Regions from separate parts of the Mus musculus genome. Here region 2 is linked to region 1. Evidence: chromatin contacts called from public Hi-C data. All regions are on one chromosome and are shown on one strand. Each heading gives the region's core, a stretch centred on a gene start, on an enhancer-like site or on the middle of the called end of the contact. The rest is flanking DNA. Distances are from core to core; before and after follow the strand shown. Region 1 has its middle 8.1 kb from the start of Gm25138. Region 2 has its middle 160 kb from the start of Gm25138.

The links. Hi-C and Micro-C count contacts between places; a contact is called where the count stands out from the background.
Region 2: a Hi-C map of epidermal suprabasal cells shows a contact between it and region 1, with 3 times the contacts expected there. The contact joins two enhancer-like sites. A contact is called at or near these places in 6 of 39 promoter capture datasets (the 3T3-L1 cell line, 3T3-L1-derived adipocytes, embryonic stem cells and 1 more), 1 of 484 Hi-C or Micro-C datasets (epidermal suprabasal cells), 3 of 115 datasets of contacts at active chromatin or transcription factors (bone marrow-derived macrophages, embryonic stem cells and pancreatic cancer cells) and 2 of 9 other capture datasets (adipose tissue and pancreatic islet).

Annotation. Positions count from the first base shown.
Region 1 is chr8:82,415,562-82,418,847 of GRCm38.p6, reverse strand. No RefSeq gene overlaps it. Among named protein-coding and RNA genes, the nearest start is that of Gm25138, 8.1 kb to the right of the region's middle. Within about 2 kb of position 1,702, at least 33 of the 459 cell types and tissues checked have an H3K27ac peak or open chromatin away from gene starts, as enhancers often do. A contact at or near this core is called in epidermal suprabasal cells, where this site is marked.
Region 2 is chr8:82,563,240-82,566,525 of GRCm38.p6, reverse strand. No RefSeq gene overlaps it. Among named protein-coding and RNA genes, the nearest start is that of Gm25138, 160 kb to the right of the region's middle. Within about 2 kb of position 1,830, at least 1 of the 459 cell types and tissues checked has an H3K27ac peak or open chromatin away from gene starts, as enhancers often do. A contact at or near this core is called in epidermal suprabasal cells, where this site is marked.

The DNA of each region.
Region 1 (3,286 bases), core at 453-2,952:
TCCACCCCACCTCCGTGAGTTTGCAGCAATAGGCCAGGCACATTGGCTCATAGTGTGGGAGCAACAGGGCTGTACAGGTTTGTTCATTGATAGGCCAACTATTCTATTTTCAGAGAGGATTCTTGCACAAGAAATTATCCCTTGTAGCAAGTAGGTTTAAAGAATCATTACACTCTCAAGTTCTGTGTTCTTCATAATTAAAGACCCAGTATGAGTAGTAGGTAAGACTCAGGCAGTCCCACTCATAACTGAGAAGCTAAAGCCAATTGCTGGTTACTGGAGAAGGGGGATAAATTTTCATAAGGGAGACAGCCCTAGTAGGCTGCCCATGTGCCAGTGGATGGCTCTACACCCACACGTGGACTGGTGGAACAAATTCAACTCCATAGACTGAAAAAAATGTTTGCCTTTGGTTTAGAGGAAGAAGTAGAATGGGGATTTCAAAGAATTAGATGGGAGGGATTAAGGGAAGGATTTGACCAAAACCACATTGTATATAAATTGTATGACATTCCCAAATATTAAAATATAGTCACAAAATACTAAAAAACAGCATTGACCAAAGCAAGTGTTTTGAAGTCTGGCACACACACATACCTACGACTAAGTCTCAGGGATCAATAAGACATGTAAATTCTGTGGATTGCATTCTAGTAAGTCCAAAATTCAGCAAGTATTACCCATACTTTACTGCCAAGACACAGGATGAGAAGATAGATGATAGATAGATAGATGATAGATAGATAGATAGATAGATAGATAGATAGATAGATAGATAGATATTCTAAACAAATGCCTAGCAAATTCCAAGTGTTCAATAAACATTTTCTAATAACATGATGCATTTTGGCAGGAGTTGAGTTCAAGCATATCACTATGCTAAATTAGGACAATTAGACTTAAACATTCTAGAAAGAACTCAAATATCTCATTGTCATTTCTGATGTTTTCCATCTTTTTTTTTAATCCCAGTAGAACATGTTTTAAAAAAGAAATAGAAATGAACTTTTGTTTATTGTACATAACTATAATTCCTAAACAGATTTTTTTAATCTTATAGTTTCCAGTAGAGTATAGGAAATTATGAACCATACTGGTAACATATTATCTTTCTGTAGACCAGTTTAAAAAAAAAAATAACTTTTAGTTCTTGGGACAGCCTCCTCATGCAGCACAGACTGCCCTGGAACTTGCGGCAGTCCTCTAGTATCTGCCACCTACATTCTGGTAATATAGGTGTGAGTCACCACACCCAGCTTTAAAGCTCTACAAAATCTACTTTATCAAACCAGCTAAATTACTGACATTATCAGATTGCACTTGATAAAATTTTATTTAACATAACATTTTGATTTTGCTAACATACAAAGACTGAAGAACAAATCTTTTTCTGAGTATCCCATATTTTCCCCAATTATTGCAGTTTCTCATGTTTTCTTCCCCATGTCAATCAATTTTTCTTTCATCTCTGTAAGTGAAGTCGCTCTCTGGCACTGTCGTGTAATTATCTTCCATGCCAAAAACACATCACCAGTCGTAATACAGGTGGAAGAGAGGAGTCAGGGAGTCAAACCTGAAATGTTACACACACACATCTAGGAATGAAAGAAAAGCCTGCACGATTGCCTCATTTCTTATCAGTGGGTGGAGTGCCTGGAATTGTGCCCTGCTTTAGTGAGTGGTTTAAATATTAGCCTCAAAACCTTAGATCATCACAGCTGTGTGAACTTCAGCTCTGACTGAAGAGTAGTAATCAGGTTTACCTGTCTGTGTGGCTGAGCAGTGGCAACTGACCACACAATGTTGCTCGCTTAGTGTTGTTCTAGGGTCCTTGACTTCAGTGAATGGTAAACAGAGTAACCTTATGACATGACAGCGCTCCAGTGCTCTGGTCTGGCTAGGAAAACACTCTCTGAAACTGAGTAAAATGAATGGACACCCTTTAGCACATGAGACTGAAAGGCTACCTTAACAAAGCAGGATGCCCTAAGAAAACAGCAAGGAGCCTATGCCCCTCAGAGGAACTGAAACCTCCCAAGATGAGTCAAAGCATTAAGCTCTATGCTCCATTTCTTGCTCCTGTCAGCTCCATAAGAGTCCACACACAGAATCATAAACCAACAACAGAGGAAGGATGGTGAGTGATTATCATACAAGGAAGGAATTAGCCAACAGTAAGGGGCGTGAGATATAATCACTGAATGTAGGCTACCAAGAGAACCTTTCCCTTCTAATCCCTTGTCTTAACCAAATCCCACTGCAATAGTCCTGGCTTTATACTCCCGCCCGCCCATCCAAGTGAAAAAGTAACCTGGTGGACTGAAAACTCAGCAGGTGACTGTTGTAAACAGGATGGAAGCAAATGCAATGGATGTTTCTCAGAGTGCTGGAAATATGAACAGGATGACTGTCTTAAAATAGTCACATAAACCCAGTCGTACAATTCTAAAAAAATTCTATACAGAATGCCAAAAAAGCATTTAAGATATATAAGACAATTAGCAATGTTATAAATTAATGACATCTGAAGAAGTTGATAGAAACTCTCTTAAATCAAGAAAGGAGCCTGAGTCTGCATGTTCAACAGCCCACGGATTCAGGATACAAATTTTTGGTCATTACAGCTCTGTGAAGCATTCTCTCCACCTCTCCCTCTCCCCTTCCCCTCTTTTCACCCCTCCCCTCCCCCACTTCTTCCCTCCTTCCTCTCCCCACTCCCTCTCTCATTAAACCTCAGTATCAATCCTCAAGCCCTATAAACCATTCCTTATACTAATTTTTATTACCTGTGTGTGAATTTCACATAGTAAGGATATTCTGAACCTCTCCATGCCCTCAACTCCTATTACCACCACCATCAACTTTCCCATCTCTTCTCATGAAACTTTGAACTTACTTAAAAAAAAATCTGTTCATTCCCCATCAAATCCAGTTTGTATTGCCCAGTTAGACTTGAGATTGGGGTCTGCTCTGGAAACAAACCCCAAAATTGACTTTCTCTCTCCCAGCAGCCATCAAATCCCAATAGCTCCTCAGTTAGTGGTAGGATTTTGTGGTCATGAACTTTCCTGGACATTCCTCTTGATCACAAAGAGTCTGAACTTTTGCTGGACCTTGCAGCCAAAGTCCTTGTAGTCATTTGAGACTTTGAACCCAGTTCTCCATCTGCTGTGTACTCAGCCTGTTTAAATTTAACCTGCATTTAAGAGTATAGTGTGACCAACTTTACTGTGCTTTGAATCGCCCATGCAATCAGCTTTATAACCTAAGCTAAATTCATAGCATA
Region 2 (3,286 bases), core at 581-3,080, 150 kb before region 1:
ATCAGAATTGTTCCAGTCCCAAATATGAAGTATACAAGATGGTCTCACATTTCAGGTGCCTTGATTAATTTCTTAGAATTTTTCTTTAGCAAGCATTAGCTTAGAGGTGTAATGTCCCTAGGTCAAATATACTCAATAATTATGGCCAGAGGGTCATGATGTTTATGATTTTTGTGAACTACTTGTGATCAGCTATGGAACTAGGGGTTCAATGTATCCACCAAAAGTGGGTTTCTAGGAGTCAGTTATCAAATCCACTCTTCAAGTTAAGTTTGGGGTTTGGCCAATTTCTGCCTTGAGTGGATGGAAGTGCCTGATGTTGAGTTTGGATGTATAATCTCCAACCTGATGTCACAGTTAGTATCTATTCATGAGCCCACTGGAGAAACACAGAAGAGAAACACATGGGTGGGAAAATACTGATGCTCCAGGAGGAAATCATCAAACCACCTAATTGCTGAGGCACAAGTCATTGGAGGAGGCCATTATCTTGTGAGGATCACATGAGACACTAATGTCTTCGCCCGCCTCTGCCCTTTCAGATCTTCCCATGTACTTCTCAGATACCCTGCTGTTCAGTTTTCTAACTGTCCTTGTAAGCTTTGAACTTTCAGTCAAACTACCAGTCAAACAGCTGTAAGTTCCTATTTTTAATGGAAAATGACCAAGTCCATTGCTCCAAGTTCTGCTTACTTAGTGTCTTTACCTTCACCACGTTCCTGTGGAGCTGATCCAGAGTGAGGCCACAGAGCTGTGAGAGTCCTCTTTCAGTAATAGATGGATATAGCATAGAACTATTGTTGAACAAAATTTGAGTTTTTAAATTCAATCAGTCAGAAGAAGTCAATATATTTCATGGGTATAGACTTCATGTTAGTATGTGTGTAGTGGAACATAAACAGAATGTAGGAATGGGCCACATATAAATTACTTGTGGACATACTGGCACACAGTTCCATGTACATCATATTTTTCTTTTCTGATGAAGTTGTAGACTCTGAATCTTGGTTGGTCAAACAATGACCCAGTTCAGGGTTAGTAGTACAGATCATATCATGATCTGGTCAAGGGGCATGGGTAGAACCCAGTCACAGCCTAATATGTATTGCTTAAGAAGAGAATTGTTTTCCATGTGGAATGACAGATGCTCTAAGCCCTAAAATTCTGTATTATGATTTGCAGAGGGCTCTAAATGGAAGCCTTACCTGCTACTAATATTTTTAGTATTGTTGAGTATGTTTATCATATAATTCAACTGGGAGCTCAGAGCTCCCCCAGGAAGGGTTGGAATAGAATGCATAAATGAGCTACATGTGGCTTCTTAACTTTAACTAGCTCCAATAGATATGATATCTTTATCTGTTAGGAGAAGCCATGTGAAGCAATTTATTCTTCACTATGGGAGGTATTTCTCTGAAGTGGCATACTCTTGAGTTCTTTTGGGATTTACTGCCTACCCTGGCATTTAAGTGTTTTAGTAATGCTTGCAGATTAGTTGCTCTCTCCTGCTTATCAGATCCAATCAGTGAAATTTCATTAATGTAATGGATCAGCATGATTCCCTCAGAATGTGCAGTAAGCAGGGTCCCTGAAGAGTGAATGATGAGATAGTGAGTGTTGATACAACCCAGAGATAGAATAGACAGAATGTATTGCTGGCCATGCCAGCTGAAAACAAATTAGCTTTGATGGCCTTCACTAACAGGTGTAGAAAAACAATCATCTTTGCCAGATCAATAGTTGCACGGCAGGTTCCAGAGGACAAGCTGGTTTTGTCTGGCAGTGAAACTCCACTGATGCGGGAGCAGCAATTACTTGATAATGTTTATGATAAGCCAGTCATTGACTAAGAGCCATCTGTCTTCTGTGGAGGCTGAGCAAGTGAATATGAAATCCTTTCTTAGTGGGTTTGCATTAATCAGTGCAGCCCCATCCATTTTTATATTCCTTCAACTTTGACCTTGCATTCCTGTGACACGTCACTCACAAGACACAGCTTCATGAACATCCCATGGACCCTGCCAATATTAATGGAGAAAATCCTACATATTTTGGTTGTGCATTGAAATCTGTGAGTCACACTTTAAATTTTTGGGGGAGTAACTTGCTGAAATGTAAATTCAGAAGCCATAGTGGTAAAGGAAGTTTTGAGTAGGATAAGCATTTGTAGGGACAAAATCTACACCAGGAGAGGAGAGGACAGTGCTCCTTCAGACAAGGATAGGCTATTATAGTCAAGGATGGAAAGGATACTTCTGTAGTGGAAGAAGCCTTAATAAAAATTCAGGTATCAAGGTTCAGAATTTGCAAATCTCATTGAAGTTATCTCACCTATTACCATAAGGATAATCAGTGCCATGCCCATACCCAATTGCAGTGGTTAATCTTTGTCATCAGCTTCTTATATTGAGGCACACCCAGAGATTACTAAAGTTCATCACTTTATGTGTCTGTGAGGTGATTTCAGATAGAATGAATGTGAGATATGGCCTTGGGCAAAATAATAGAGAGAAAAACAGAGAAAGCTCACTAGCACAAATGCCTGTCTGTCCTTCCCACCTCTCTCTGTTTTCTGGTCACCATGATGTGAGCTGCTTTGCTCTGTTCTCCTGTCCCACTATGATTGATTGAAATCTTAGAAACCATAGCCAACATAAATTCATTTTTTCTGAAGGTGTTTGATCATGTTTTTCTGCCACAGCAATGAAAATCCAACTATCACACTAATCACCGTGCAAGCTTTAACAAGAGACTAGTTGTGATAACAAAAGTTTGGCATTTGTTGTAATTGAGTGGCAGATAGACTATATTTTTGTTTACCCGAAGTCATTCTCATTTTTCATAGACACTAGGTCCATCTATTTACCCATTTGAGCATTTATTGGTTGCCAGCTTTGAGTCAGGCAATGAATTAGGTAACTTTATAGATCAGAATTCCAATGTAGGTTTCACTGAACCAAAACCCAAGTTATCAGAGCTATCTTACTTTTTAGAAAATCCAAGAGCGTCTATTTTCTAATTTCTAGATATTTCTGACTATTCACCATCATTTGATCAGGATCTACATTTTCTAACATATTTATTTATTTATTTATTTATTTATTTATTTATTTATTTATTTATTTATTTATTTATGAATGACACAACAAACCTTTCACTATACCTCAGGCTGGATTGGAGCCACCCTGAGTAGCTTAAACTTGTCTCAACCTTCTGAGTTTTGAGAATACAGGCCTGAGCCACCACACATAGCTTATTTTCCAACTTAAAAAAGAGCAGCGTTGTA